Regions from separate parts of the Mus musculus genome. Here all the other regions are linked to region 1. The links are chromatin contacts, called in public HiChIP or PLAC-seq and promoter capture Hi-C maps. All regions are on one chromosome and are shown on one strand. Each heading gives the region's core, a stretch centred on a gene start, on an enhancer-like site or on the middle of the called end of the contact. The rest is flanking DNA. Distances are from core to core; before and after follow the strand shown.

Region 1 (4,478 bases), core at 790-3,289:
TGTAAATTTACTGTGCCACAGGACCTAAAGCCTGCACCCTCTGAACCAGATGCTTGGGCAGGGGATGAGCAGTAGCTGTCTTTGGAGCATTTGGTCCAAGCTTCACTTGTAGCAAGTGGGAAACTGTCACGCTACAGGAGGTTAGGCTGTGAGGACTAGAGTCCTTGCCACCTCTTGTGGCTTAGTGGTCCTTACAGAGTCGTGCTTCGCTGAAGGAAATCAGTGTAACAGAATTGAGCTTTCATCGGAGAAGACCTCAGACCTCAGGCAGGCAGGTTTGGTGGCTGCCCTGGTCTGCCTGGCTGCAGCCATCAGACTGTGTTGTACCCCCTGCCTTCTGCCTTGCTGGGGACCTTGCAAGTAGCCTGGTTTTGAGATTGTTCCTTGTCTGCAGTGAGGCTGGGGCTCTGGATTTGGGGACACAGGGAATACTGATACTCTTTACTCTGTTCTGAGTTTACCTCACTTCCTGTGACCCTGGCATCTCCATGTTAGGATGTTTGCATTGATGTTGGAGCTCTGGGCTTGGGGACACAGGGACCACTGGAAGCCCCCAGTCTGTCTGGATTCCCCTCACCTCCCACAGCCTTGGCATCTCTACTTTTGAATGTTTGGGTCTTTACCCAGTGGTCCATGCATCAAAACCTTGGCTTCAGCTTTAGCTCAGAGTGTCCTCATTTTAGGAGATTCTCAGTCCTGTCACCTTGTGATGGGTGACAGGTGGGGGCTCTGTGAGTACCACTCTGGTAATGCATTCCCATGGGAACAGCTCCTCTGATTAGAAATTACACACACACATTTATGTATACAATTTCATGTGTGTGAATGTTTTGTTTGCCTGTATATTTATGCACTACACATGTGTGCCTAGTGTCCTCAGAGGTCAGAAGAAGGTTTCAGATCCTCTGTAATTGGAGTTTCAGACTGCTGTGAGCCTCTGTGAGCTCTGGGAATTGATGGCCTCTGAGAGAATATGTGCTCTTAACCCCTGAGTCCTCTCTCCAGCCCGGCTCCTTTGAACTTGACCTACTAGGTTTCAGGGATTTCCTTTTCTCTTTCGGGGGGGGGGGGGGGTTGAGAGGGAGGTTTGTGATAGTGGCTCTGTCTGAGATATCACCACAGGATGGATGATGGCAGTGCCTCGCCTTGGTGGTTGCCTAGCTTGAATGGACTGCTCTCACGGGATTCAGTGTTTACACCAACTTATTTGGAAACATTGTATCCACTGCTTGAGTCTTTGGAAACATTGTAGCCACTGCTTGAGTCTTCGCATAGTAGGTTCCTAGTGAAGCTTCAGGAGTGCCCTATAGTCTGTGGGCCTTATTGAGAGAATCTGTCAAGGCAGTCCCTGAATGTCCCACTGATGGCCAGGGGATCAGGCCTTGTCTTTCTGCCTGCCGTGTTTGTCTGTATCTGCACATCATTTGTCCCTAGGCACTAATTACCTGAGGTGTGGCTAGGTGTCTCACCTGCTGTCAGCCACCTGCTCCTGGCCCTATATGTGAGGCCATGCCCCCATCATACCACAATCATGGGTGTCACAGGTTGCAGAGTCCTGGCCCAAGTCCATGCACCACAGCTCTCTGTTCACTTGCTGCTTCTGTTCTATCCTAGAGAAGTCCACCCCTCTTCCGGCCTGTCCCCAGCTCCAGCCAATCACCTTCTTGTGAACTGGGCCAGCAGGAGGCTCTGTCCTCCCCCTTATTATCTGCTCTAGTCCCCTAAAACTTCCAGTAGTCAGGATCAGGACGCATCTGGAGGCCAGTTCTGGAGACCATGGTTCACCATCCAGGTCTCTACTAATCTTTGCGTTTCTTATCTTTTATAGTTTTATAAAAAAAGAAAAGGTCAAAGAATAAGCATTAGAATTTTCCAGCAAGATGAGTCATAGAGCTCACCCTCTTTCAGTGGGGGATCTCCTGGCGTTGTAAGAAGTCTTCTGATTTCAAGGGCCACAGGGCACAGCTGTCTCCAGGTCTCTCTCTTGCCCTGGGCTGAGGAGATTAAGCTCACCTCCTGTGTTTAGAGTCCTTATCTTTGTCGAGAGGACCTTGGACTGCATTTGCTCTCCAGTCAGGTTTGTTTGCTGTCTCTGAGGGTTTCATCCAGGGAGAAGGCTTTAATTCCCAAAGCTTCTGGGAAGAGATATTTGCTCTACATCTGCATACAATTGGTTTCCTTAGAAACCACTGGAATAGATGCTCTGGAGCCTGCTTCAGATTTTTAAAGAGACCCTGCCCTTTATCTAGAAGATCTAAAAAACCCACACAGCGGTTTTAGAGTACATACAGAGACAGTTGTGAATATTCATTTAATAAATCAAGACTCCTCGGCTGCTGAATGATAGAGCTGAGGGGTGATTAAATAAATGGCTGTGTATGCACACAATGGGAAATTATCCAGTTGCCAACAATGTGTTTACAGCAGGTTTAATGACTGGGGGAAATGTTTACAATGTAACATTAAATGACTTGCTGTATTTATTAGTAGGGTGACAGCTGCTATTAATTAGTTAAAACAGGTTCAAATTTTAAAATATTTAAATTTAATATTTTAGTACTAAGATTTTATTTTTGAAAGTGAAGGGTTTAAAAGGTCATCATATTGTCCCCCCTCAAGCACATTTATACTTTCCAGTGAGTTATCCACATCAGTCATGAAAAATTGAATGAGGGCCTGGCGCCCCTAGTGTTGATAAGAAGGTTTACTGTAGATATAAGGGAGAGCACAGCTAGAGTCATCTGGAAGGGTCCAGATTGAACCCAGAGACCAAGAGGCCAAGAGACTAGTACAGCCAAAATAGCTGGGTTATATAGGACTCAGAGAAACTCGGGGAAGGGAAGCGCAGCCCAGCTGGAGAGTTTAGGGTAAGGGTTGGGGTGTGCCAGCCAGGATGTGTCTGTAAGAGGTCCTGGCTAAGGTGCTGAGAGAGTCTGGCCAGTGTCAGTTAGACATTCGTCCTGAGTTTGAGATCTAGCACTTCTATAGTTAGAAATTAAGTAAACTGAGTGTGTTGGTGCACACCAGCTTGAGGCAGAGACGGGGATTGCCATAGATTTGTGGCCAGCCTTGACTACTTAGCGAGACTCTGTTTCTAAAAGTTAAAAACAAAACAAATAAAACATACACACACACACACACACACACACATACATACATACACACACACACACACACACACACACACACAGAGAGAGAGAGAGAGAGAGAGAGAGAGAGAGAGAGAGAGAGAGGGAGAGAGGGCAAGGAAGTCAGCTTGGGATGTGTTGTCCCACTCCTAGAGAAGTTTCTGGACATGGGTGATGAAGTCACTCTTCTAGTCTCACTGCTGCTGGCCCCAGGCTTCTTGATCTTGAAAGCAGAGGGTGGAAGGTCAGCTCCCTCTGTTAGCACACCGTGCCCCTTTTCCACCGTGGCCTCAGCCCCGAGAGTACTTTAGCCTGCTGACTGCCTTGTCACCAGCCCCCTACCCCCACCAGGGCCTGGGAGCTTAGGGCTCTGCCCAGCCTTTGGTGGGGGTCTCCTTTCCTAGGCTCCTGGATCCTATAGATCTTCCTCTGCCCTAAGGACAGAGACCACGGTGCAGAGCGGTGGGCTATCCTATCACCAGCTCTGTACTTGTGTATCTGGGGACCCTAGTGCTCTTTGGCCTTGCCACAGCTAAGGGTAGTGAACGAGTCAGTCAGGTGTGGATACGCTAAGCACCACCTGTACCCAGAGACGGCTCTGCTGTGGCTCCCAGAGTGAACTTGAGCTTCTTTAGGACTTGAGATGCTAGGAGGACTTTGAGAGGGGAAGCTACACTTGCCAAGGTGACGTGATTTCTCACAGAGGCTTGGTACTTACAGATACTAAATGATTGCTGGCAGGCAGGTTCCTGGGTACTCACACATGCCAGTGACTGCTCACAGATGTGGGCTCTTCTAAGTGCTACCCAGTCCCTCCCTGGTACTTGGTGCTTGTAGACACTGAACAGTTACTTCTAGGTGTTCAGGTCTCCGTGGCTCTAAGCAATTATGAACAGGTATTTGAATACTTAAGGAGGCTAAGTCATTGCTTGCAGATGCCAAAATGTTCTGGGTAGCTACTCCACCTGGAAACAAGGTGACCGGAGGCTGAAATATGAGAAGCCATGTCAATAGGCTCACTTTCCTCCAGGAATGACCGCAGAGAACTTCTGATTTTTCCATCCATCTGTCGGAATGTCTGTTTTTTGAGACAGTTTCTCTGTGTAGCCCTGACTGTCCTAGAACTCTCTCTGTAGACCAGAGATCTGCCTGTCTCTGCTCCCTAAGTGCTGGTAGTAAAGATGTGGGTCACCACCTGGAGAGAATGTTTATGTGAGTGACACACAGGAACGATTTCCTGTCCATATGGATTATGTAACATAGCACCCGGCTCTGGAATAGCTTTATCATGCTTCAGTGCCCTGCCTGATGTGCCAGGCACCCAGCGCTGTGTAAGAGGCACACATGTGT
Region 2 (4,478 bases), core at 1,261-3,760, 360 kb before region 1:
CCTTTTTATTTTGTGATACAGTCTCATCTCTCCCAGCTAACCTTAAACAATGTAGCCAAGGAAAACTTTGAATTTCTCCTCTACCTGCCTCTGCCTCCTGAATACTTGGATCACAGGTTTGTGCTGCCATGACTAGTTTATTTGGTGTTGGAGTTCTATCTAACCCAGAGCTTCATATACGTTAGGCGAGCAAGTAAGCACTCCACCAACTAAGTCTCTCAGTTTTGTATCTGCCAGGCCTCCACACACCTATTCCTTGGCTATAAACCCCATACTGCTTTTACTATATTCAAAATAGAGCCAGGTTATCTTCTGAGCCTAGCTTTTATTCTTTCCCTTTACTACAATGGTCATAAGTACTGGTCCAACAGGCTGTGACTTCTGACCAGCTCAATTGTCTATGCCAGTGAAGGCTCCCAGCTGCTTTGCAGGAGGTGGGGTCCAACATCAGCTGGCCTTTCCACATTCAAATGTCAACAGGTCCTGCCAGCAGGCAAGCAGCAACCTGTGCCCCTTAGGGAAGAGGAGGAATACCCAGGGCCTATCCCTAGATCTGGGGTCTACCTTGCATCTCTTGTAGATCCTGGAGTGGACATTGGGTGTGTTTTGTAGCCCCGTGTGTCCCTGTAGCTGTCCTGTCTCAGACTAAGGTCTTCTCTCCCTGCAGGCTTGAGGTAGGGGGAAGGGGACTCCTATATGGTCTAGGATGTAGAATCTCTGTGAACTTGAGTGTTGTCCTTGGATCAAATGTTGCACAGACTCTGGAGTGCCAAGAAGCAGGTAGCCTGCAGTTGGGAGGCTACCTCAGACTGCTAAAGGGGGTGAGGGCCTCAGTTTCTCTCATGGGACCAAGTAAGGTCCTCAGGTTCAGAGGAAGATACAAAGGTGGAATGCTGGCCTTCCTGATGAGGAGTCTGGCAAGGGATGCCTAAAAATGCATGATTCAGGAAGTCCTCAGTCTCACCCCACTGCTAGAACACAGTGATGGGTGTGCAATAATTGGAGCCCTTCAGAATGGTCCCAATGGGGTCTGTGCAGGGTTCCTGCAAGATGTAGCCCTTGGATCTAGCCCAGACTGGCCCAGGCACACATGTAGGTCAGGTACATAGTACCTATACCCTGCTCTGGAACAAAGTCTGTCCATGCTGTCTGTCCCCTCTGCAGGCACAGATTAGTGCTGAGGACAGCTGCCTGCTGACTCTGCATTTGCCTGGCCGGTGGGGAACCTGAGCAAACCTCGCTTTCTGCAGTTTTTAGCAAGGGGCAGGAATGTATTGATCAATACCACTGGGTCCAAGAGTTTGGAGCTCTAAGTGACCTTGTAAGTCAATCTCCAGATTCCTTTCGAGCCTCTCACTCCCAAGATGAGAGGTTGCAGCACTGGGGAGGACAGAGACAGACACGGAGGGCTCAGGGACCCAGGGGGTTCCTGGACTGTCCGGGAAGTGCATCCAGACCTGGGGCCTCCATTCCTGGTCTTGGTCCTGGTCTGGTTCCAATATCTCAAGTTACAGCTCTAAAGTGTGCCAGACTAGCCGCACCAGCGGAGAAGCAAAATCTGGTGCCTGCTGCCATTGCTGGCTGTGAGGGTCCTGCCTCCCCGACCCTCGCAGATCTCCATTTCCTAGCTGGGCCTGGGCTTGGGGCCTTCCTGTGGTTGGTACCAGAGCTTGAAGAGCCAGGCCTATGTACAACAGAAGGGAAACAAGTTGGGAGGCAGAAAGATTTATCACCTGAGGCCACACATTTTACAGTTAGGAAAATTGAGGCTCGGTCAGACTACATGACTTCCTTAACTAGGCGGCAATGCCAGCCATTTGTCCTCTGTGTAAATGGGGGACTTGGTAGAACGAGGACCCACTAAGTTCTCTGTTAAGTCTCAATTCATCACTGTCCGGTCGAGGCCCTGTGGACTTCCGTTCGGTCCCTGGTTGCCAATGAACTCCCACCAGCCTTTTATGCCAGACTTGACCTCCTATGTGACCTTGGGTAATTCTCGTCTCTTTTAAGACTCGGTTTCTTCATCCAGGAGATGGGAGTGGGGTGGCCAGAGCGTAGCAGCAGAAAATTGAACTGAGAAGTTCACAATAACCTCCTAACCTCCGCAAAAAGCAGGCACAAGACCGGGAGGAGGGGCAGGGCATAGGCGAAGGGACGCCGACCCGGGTAGCTATTGGAGAGGCTGTGAATGGGGCGAGCCTTGAGCCGGGACGTGGCTTGAGTTCTCTGGTCCAGACAAGGACTTGGGTACTGAGTTTCTCCGCTAGGTCACTTATGCTAGCTGGAGCGGGACTCCCGGCGTCGCTACAGGAGAAGCTCCTCAGGGGCCGAGCTCTCTGCTGCGCGTAGTATAGAGTTAGGGAAGTTGTTTAGAGCCCGAGCCGCCCCACGGCTGACGCGTCTCCAGTGCGAAGTACAGAAAGGGGCGTGGCTAATCGGAGGGAGGGGCTTGGGGGCTAAGATGTCGTCGCTGGGCGGGACCTATAGGGAAGAGGCGGGGCTTAGGGCCAGGCCTGCGGGCGGCGGTCACCGGAGCCCTCGCGCCGGGCGGCGGACAGCCGAGGACGACGGGGCGGCGCCGTGTCCTCCGCCATGACAGGTGGGCGCGGGTCCAGGAGGGCGACGGGAGCCGTGTGACCTTGGCGTCAGCTGGCGCCGGCGACGCGGGCGTAAGAGGCGCGCGGCGGCGGGGTGTCCCGGGCTCTGCGCGACGGGCCGGGGGCGCCAGGGGTCTCGGGTGCTGAGTGGGGGGCCGTCGCGGGTCGAGGAGGAAGAGCAGCAGGTGAGCGCTCTCCCGGTGCACTGCACCGGCTGCGCCTGCGGAACGGGCGGTGTCCCGGGACGGGATGGATCTGAGAGAGGGAAATGGTGCTCCTCGCCAGTCTGCTGAGACTTTAGAGCGCCGCTTGCACACAACCCCCTTGGAGGCGGGACCGGCGCTGCAAACCTGGGTAGCTTGTAGTACCAGGGAGACGCCCGTGTTTCCCGCTCTAGATGGGTCTAGAGAATTCGGACCCAACAACTGGATCCCTCTTCTCCAGGATGGCTTGGTTGCCCCAGCCCAACCCTTTTGCTCTGGGGACTCACCCACTTTATTCCTGATCCCAGAGGGACACAGTGACATTGCTGTGCTAAGTTCTCTCGGTAAAAGATCCGATGAGAGGATGAGTCAGCGAGGGACCCCTGCTGCCTTAGAGCCTAGGGAACGTGATAGCTACCAGATGCACTTTTTTTCTGGGAGTCTCTTGTACTTCATATGGCAGAGTTCACCTGGGATAGCCCAGAGAGATGAGGTAACCCCAGAAATCCCAGGGGTCTCTAAACTGGAGTCAGCGTTGGGCATGCACAAAAATAAGACCTCATAGGTTGCAACCTGGTGACTTCTAGAACAGGTTAGAGGAGACCCCATCTTCCAGGCCCTTCTTGTTTGGAGCTGCAATTTCTGAGCATTATGTGTAGAGCCCCTAATATACACTCTTGTTCAGAATAGCCATTTGGGGGCAGAAGGAATATTCTCATGTCTGTGTAGGAATGGGAAGATAAAATCTCAGGTTGGGTAAGTGCCCCCAGACCACCCTGCTGGTCAGTGGTAGGAGCAGAATGGGAGCCTTGGCCTCAGCCTCTGGTTTCCCAGATCCTCTAGTAAGTTCATCAGGATGTGTGGGACAGATCTCGCCTGTGCTGGCCTCCAAGGGCCCATTGTAGAGACAGGATACCCATGGAAAATGAGACATCCCACCTCCAGGAGAACAGGTAGTTGTGGGGGTGGAGAACTTTTAGCTGGAAGGACACAGGCAGGCCTTGATTGTGGCAATAATACGCTTTCCTCTCTGCAGTCTACTTGCTGGCGCTTTGACACTTCTAAGCATCCCACCTTTTTCTAGTGGGAGATGGAGACTGAAAAGCAGAAGTCTGAGAGGGTTGGATGGGCAGCCCTGGGGCGACAGATCCCTTGTTCATTCTTGGCTCAGTGCCCTGGTGCACCAGCTGAGGGTCTGCCATACACATTAGTCTTTGTTGCCTCTGAGTGTGAGTGTGAGTGTGTGTGTGTGTGTGTGTGTGTGAGAGAGAGAGAGAGAGAGAGAGAGAGAGAGAAAGTGTGTGTGTTTGGTGGTGATAGATACTGAGAGTTGTGTCTTCACAGAATAGGCAGTATAGTATGGAGCGAGTGATCTAAGCCAAACCAAGTACTATGACAAGAACTTATGGGAGTGGTTCAGAGGGGAGTCGATGCTCAAGTTCTGGACCCCAGGAGAATTGTGAATTCTTGGAAGGGGGCTAAATAAACTGGGCATAAATCAATCACATCTTCCCAGCCTGCTGCATGGGTCCTGGCTCTAGTGAGCTGCAGACAGAAGGCTCTGGGACCCTAGGAGCAGAGTAAGGGCAGGTGGGACCAGCTGCTTCAGGGTCCCAAATGCCAGAGTGAGGACTTAGGTCTGGGCTGCTGAAGTTGAAGATGAGGTGACAGAGCCAAG
Region 3 (4,478 bases), core at 1,170-3,669, 290 kb before region 1:
ACTTACTGTGTGCTGAGATAGTAGGACATGACTGCTGTACCCATCCATAGGTGAGCCAATTGCATGTCCTCTGCATGGAGCAGATGTCCCTTCAGGTGTCTGACCTTGGTGAGTCTTGTCACCTGAAGGGCTGAGGAGGCTAAGATGAGAACTGCAGAGAGGAGTCACTATCCTCCTTTTTTTGGATCTTGAGCAACCACTAAAGGTGGAATGCTGCCTGGATTCACCCTCTGCATCCTCATCTCCAAGTGGAGGTTAACCTTGGATACAGTTCTCTTGAGCATCAGAAGAGGATGCTGCATCTAGGCCCTTGGGTTGTTGCTTTTGCAGAGTATCCTCCCACAGCCTTGGCTTGCGAGCCTTAGGAAATCTAGCCATGCAGTGGGAAGTGTTTAGGATCAGGGTGACAGACTCAGAGATGTCCGGGGACCTGAAGAAGGGTACAGAGTGGGTCCCTGGCTGCTAAATTCTATACCAAGGAGTCCTTGTTTCCATCTGTTGGAATTCCAAGGGCCTGTTAGTGATACTAGTCTGAGATTCCTTGCAAAGAGATCAATGGCCTTATCCGGTAGTTTCATAGCTGTGGACTCCAAGGGCTGGCATAGGGAGCGAGTTCACCATAGGTTATGCAAGTGGGGCTGTGGGAAAACACACCCAGGGAGTTAGTTACAAAGAACATGGTGCCCAGTCAGACACAGGCTCTCCGAGATCTGTCTCAGCCTGGACTGTGCCCAGTTTTGTGGGTAGGGTCATAATTCTTCACAAACATGTGTGAATGTGTGTGGGCAATAGCTGTAGGTATGGCTGAGGTCTCACTGGGTAGCCCAGGCTGGCCTCTGCCTCCTGAGTGATAGGGTTATAGGTATGCACCACCACACTTCGATTAGGTGTTGTAAGTGACTGGCTGCTTTCATCACTAGTCACTCAGCAGGTATATGCCACAGGCTGTCACTGTGTCCTGTTGGGAGACAGTCAGACTAGCATGCTGAGACTCTTCTGTCATGATTTCTCTTACACAGGCCCTGCCTATTATAGCTTCCATATACGTGCCAGGACCCAGAGGGCCTTTGCTGGATAAACCCTGTCCAAGAGAAATTACATTCTACAGGCTCAGGTTAGGAGAGGCAATACTGGGTGGGGTCTTTAGCCTCCTTAGTGAAGTTGTAATGGTCCTCACCCACATTCTGCCCCAGCTTGGGAGGTGCAGCTTGGATCCCCATCTCCAGAGACACTCAGACCCACAGAGCTGGCACCTGCGCTCTGCTTCTGGTTGAGTGGGCTTTACGTTCATGCCTGACTCCCAAGGTAGATGAGAAATGAGATAATATAAATTAACAGGCATCTGGCAAATGCCCAGTCCAGTGACAAGTACACAATTTAACCCCTGGGTCTCTGGGGTATATGTTGGAGTCCTAACTTCATGGCTCTCAGTTTTCATAACGTAAGTAGTCCCAGCATTCCCCCTTTAAGGAGACAGTGTGCTACCACCCAACTCAGCTAGGAAGTGACTTGAACATCAGCCTTTTAAAGTTACTTTTGACTGGTATCAGCATCCACTGACAGCCCCTAGCAGGGCCAGGGAAACCCTGTCACTGGGTAACAGCTCTGTCTGCATTTGCTTCCCTTTAATCGTGAAGGATGTGTTGCCTCTGTTGGCTTTTCTGTCTTATGAGTTGCTGGTGTCAAAGGCTCTAAGGCCAGCAGCCGCTGGCCATCGGTTCACATTTGTAACTTGCATCTTTGACAGGGTGCCATACCATCAGGATGAGCAAAGAGATCAGAACATGCTGGTAACTTCCTTTGCGCTGTTTTCTTCAGGTGAAGTGACCCCAATGATGTGCATCACAACTGGTGAGCCCAGGTGCAGGTGCCTGGCATGGGCTCAGAAATCAGGTCAGTCTTCTGTGACCCTTGCAGTCAGGTTCAGAGATGCCCGGGGCAAGGGCTTGTCTGGGGTAATTGAGTAGCTCAGGGGGTGGAGAGAGAAGCTCCTGAGGGGGTTGAGGGTGGGGAAAGATGGCAATCAATATGGTAAGTCAAGGGGTTTCTGGAAACCTTTTCCAGTTTCCATCTTGGGACCTCTGAGATTTAGGACAGAGAAATCCTTTCTATTTTTTTTTTTCATTTATTTTTGAGACGGTTCCTGGTTCCTTTATTGCCACGTGACCCAACTCCTGGATCAAGTATCCTCTGCCCCCCACAGCCCTCCCCCACCGGTGTTGGGATTATAGGCTTGGGCCACCACGCTACTGATCAGGGCAAAAGGACATCTGTCTTTGAGATCTGGATTTGCTTAATGGAAAAGAGGGACACAGCGCTTACTGGTACCAACGTCCGTGGATGATAGTGAGGTTTTCCCATATCCTGGCAGTACAGAAAGGCCCAGAAGACACTCCAATTTTGCAACCATACTTGGGCACCTAGGATATCCTGAGGTTGTCTGTTTTGTCTTGGCATAGGTTCCAGGATTTGGCTCTCTGGCTAAGTCACGTTGTCTGTGGCCTGCCACCTCCGGGGAAAATAGAGCCCCTCAAGGCCCCACAGTTCAGCGGACCACTTCCAAAGAGCTTCAGGGCCAGGCGCCGGCCTGGAACCCTTGCCGCAGGTGGAGGCCATGGGGAGCATCCCGCAGGTGGCGGCGCTCAGCCGCAGCCAGGTGGGCGTGTCAGGCCCCGCCCCGCGCTCCGGTCTTGGGGAGGGTGGGACGAACGGAAGCCCCGCCCTCCCCGCGCGCTAGTTCGGAGCCGGTGCGGGAGCGGAGGCGCGCGGAGCCGGCAGGAGCACGCGGGAGCGCGGCCCCGCAGCGGCCCGGCCCGAGGGAGCAGCATCGTAGGAGCAGAACGGCCTGGCGACCCCCGCTGCAGCCAGGACCCCGCCCCAGCGCGACGCGGCCCCGAGAGAGGACTCTGGCCCCGGAGCGCGGCCTCGCCCTCCTCGCTCGCCCGGGTCCCCGGGCTGCGGGCATGGACAGCGCCCGCTCGCCCTGTGAGTATCGAGCTCTCCCGTTCGCCGCCTTTGTGTGCGCGCCGCGCCGCCGCAGCCCCCTCCCCGCGCGCCCCGGGCCCGCGTCCTTTGTGGAGCCTGCTCCTGTCCGGTGCTTCCCTTTACCCCGGCCTCCCTGTCCCTTCCCCACCCGCTCGCGGGATAGCCTAGCGGGGTCGCTCCAGTACTGGCCTTGACCCCTTTCTCCAGCCTCCCGAGCCCTTCTGTAGCTCCTTTGAGCCCTCAGGGACACCTAGCAGGTCGTCCCTCCTGGAGTCCCTGGGACAGCTAGAGACAGGCCGTGTTCCCGGCTCGGAGCTGAGTGAAGCAGGGCATCCCCTTGCAATCCTCGCCTCGGGGTCCGGTCTGCAGCCCTCTCCCCGGAGCCCGCAGAGGACCGCCCGGCAGGTCACTTCTGCGGTGGGGCTGGGCAGGGCGCGGGCCCAGAGGCGGCGCTGTCTCATCCCGCGGCCCAGGCAGGTGCGGCGGGGCTGGCGCTCACGCAGGGTCCGTGTGTCCTTGGCCCGCAGAGATGGACGGCGATGGCGGCCGCCGAGACGCCCCCGGCGCGCTGATGGAAGCCGGGCGCGGCACGGGGTCGGCGGGCATGGCGGAGCCGCGGGCGAGGGCGGCGCGGCTCGGGCCCCAGCGCTTCCTGCGGCGCAGCGTGGTGGAGTCGGACCAGGAGGAGCCGCCGGGCCTGGAGGCGGCCGAGACGCCGAGCGCGCAGCCCCCACAGCCTCTGCAGCGCAGGGTGCTTCTACTCTGCAAGACGCGCCGGCTCATCGCGGAGCGCGCCCGGGGCCGCCCCGCCGCGCCCGCGCCCGCCGCGCCCGCTGCGCCTCCCGGCTCCCCGAGTGTCCCCTCGGACCCTGGCCCGGAGCGAGCGGGCACGCAGGAGCCCAGCCCAGATCCCACCACCGCCTCAGCCGCAGCCGCGCAGGTCCCCGACGGCGGCCCGAGGCAGGAAGAGGCGCCGGCCCCAACACAGGAGGACGCTGGAACCACCGAGGCAAAGCCGGAGCCCGGGCGCGCACGCAAGGATGAACCTGAAGAGGAGGAAGACGATGAGGACGACCTCAAGGCCGTGGCCACCTCTTTGGACGGCCGCTTCCTCAAGTTCGACATCGAGCTGGGCCGGGGCTCCTTCAAGACGGTCTACAAGGGGCTGGACACGGAGACCTGGGTGGAGGTAGCATGGTGTGAACTGCAGGTGAGCGCCGCTGCCCCGCAGGTGGGCTGTCCGCAAATGCGTCCTTGGGTGTGTCCTTGCTCATATGAAGGGCTTTAGGCAGCCCTGGGGATGGTGGCTGGTATGTGTCACCCTCTGTGTGGGTGTCCTGCAGGATATGTGCCTCGTGTATGGCTAGCCTGTTGGTGCTGTTTCTGGACCTGTGCACACACAGGTTGAGGCTTGCCATCTTGGAGGTCAAGGCTGGGTATGTGCTGTGCCCATGGTGACATAGGCTCTGGAGTGGTCAGTGGAGGTTCGTTCT

The links. Promoter capture Hi-C pulls out the DNA fragments that hold promoters and counts their contacts. HiChIP or PLAC-seq counts read pairs in DNA pulled down with a chosen protein or histone mark.
Region 2: a contact with region 1 is called in a promoter capture Hi-C map of liver, with 2.1 times the contacts expected there. The contact joins the promoter of Card19 here to the enhancer-like site in region 1. A contact is called at or near these places in 8 of 39 promoter capture datasets (the 3T3-L1 cell line, the HPC-7 cell line, cranial neural crest and 3 more), 2 of 484 Hi-C or Micro-C datasets (CD4 T cells and the G1E-ER4 cell line), 7 of 115 datasets of contacts at active chromatin or transcription factors (craniofacial prominence, double positive thymocytes, embryonic basal ganglia and 4 more) and 1 of 9 other capture datasets (pancreatic islet).
Region 3: an H3K27ac HiChIP or PLAC-seq map of extraembryonic endoderm stem cells shows a contact between it and region 1, with 5 times the contacts expected there. The contact joins the promoter of Wnk2 here to the enhancer-like site in region 1. A contact is called at or near these places in 7 of 39 promoter capture datasets (embryonic stem cells, frontonasal cranial neural crest, hippocampal neurons and 4 more), 3 of 484 Hi-C or Micro-C datasets (embryonic stem cells and spermatogonial stem cells) and 9 of 115 datasets of contacts at active chromatin or transcription factors (T-cell acute lymphoblastic leukemia, craniofacial prominence, embryonic forebrain and 6 more).

Annotation. Positions count from the first base shown.
Region 1 is chr13:48,851,267-48,855,744 of GRCm38.p6, reverse strand. All of the region lies in intron 1 of Phf2 (PHD finger protein 2), which reads left to right. Among named protein-coding and RNA genes, the nearest start is that of Phf2, 17 kb to the left of the region's middle. Within about 2 kb of position 2,039, at least 45 of the 459 cell types and tissues checked have an H3K27ac peak or open chromatin away from gene starts, as enhancers often do. A contact at or near this core is called in the G1E-ER4 cell line, extraembryonic endoderm stem cells, liver and 1 more, where this site is marked.
Region 2 is chr13:49,214,058-49,218,535 of GRCm38.p6, reverse strand. It overlaps Card19 (caspase recruitment domain family, member 19), which reads left to right and starts at 2,510. Exons shown (of 6, transcript NM_026738.2): 1 at 2,510-2,599. The coding sequence starts at 2,593.
Region 3 is chr13:49,146,269-49,150,746 of GRCm38.p6, reverse strand. Wnk2 (WNK lysine deficient protein kinase 2) reads left to right here and starts at 2,419. Exons shown (of 30, transcript NM_001290313.1): 1 at 2,419-2,985; 2 at 3,513-4,195. The coding sequence starts at 3,515.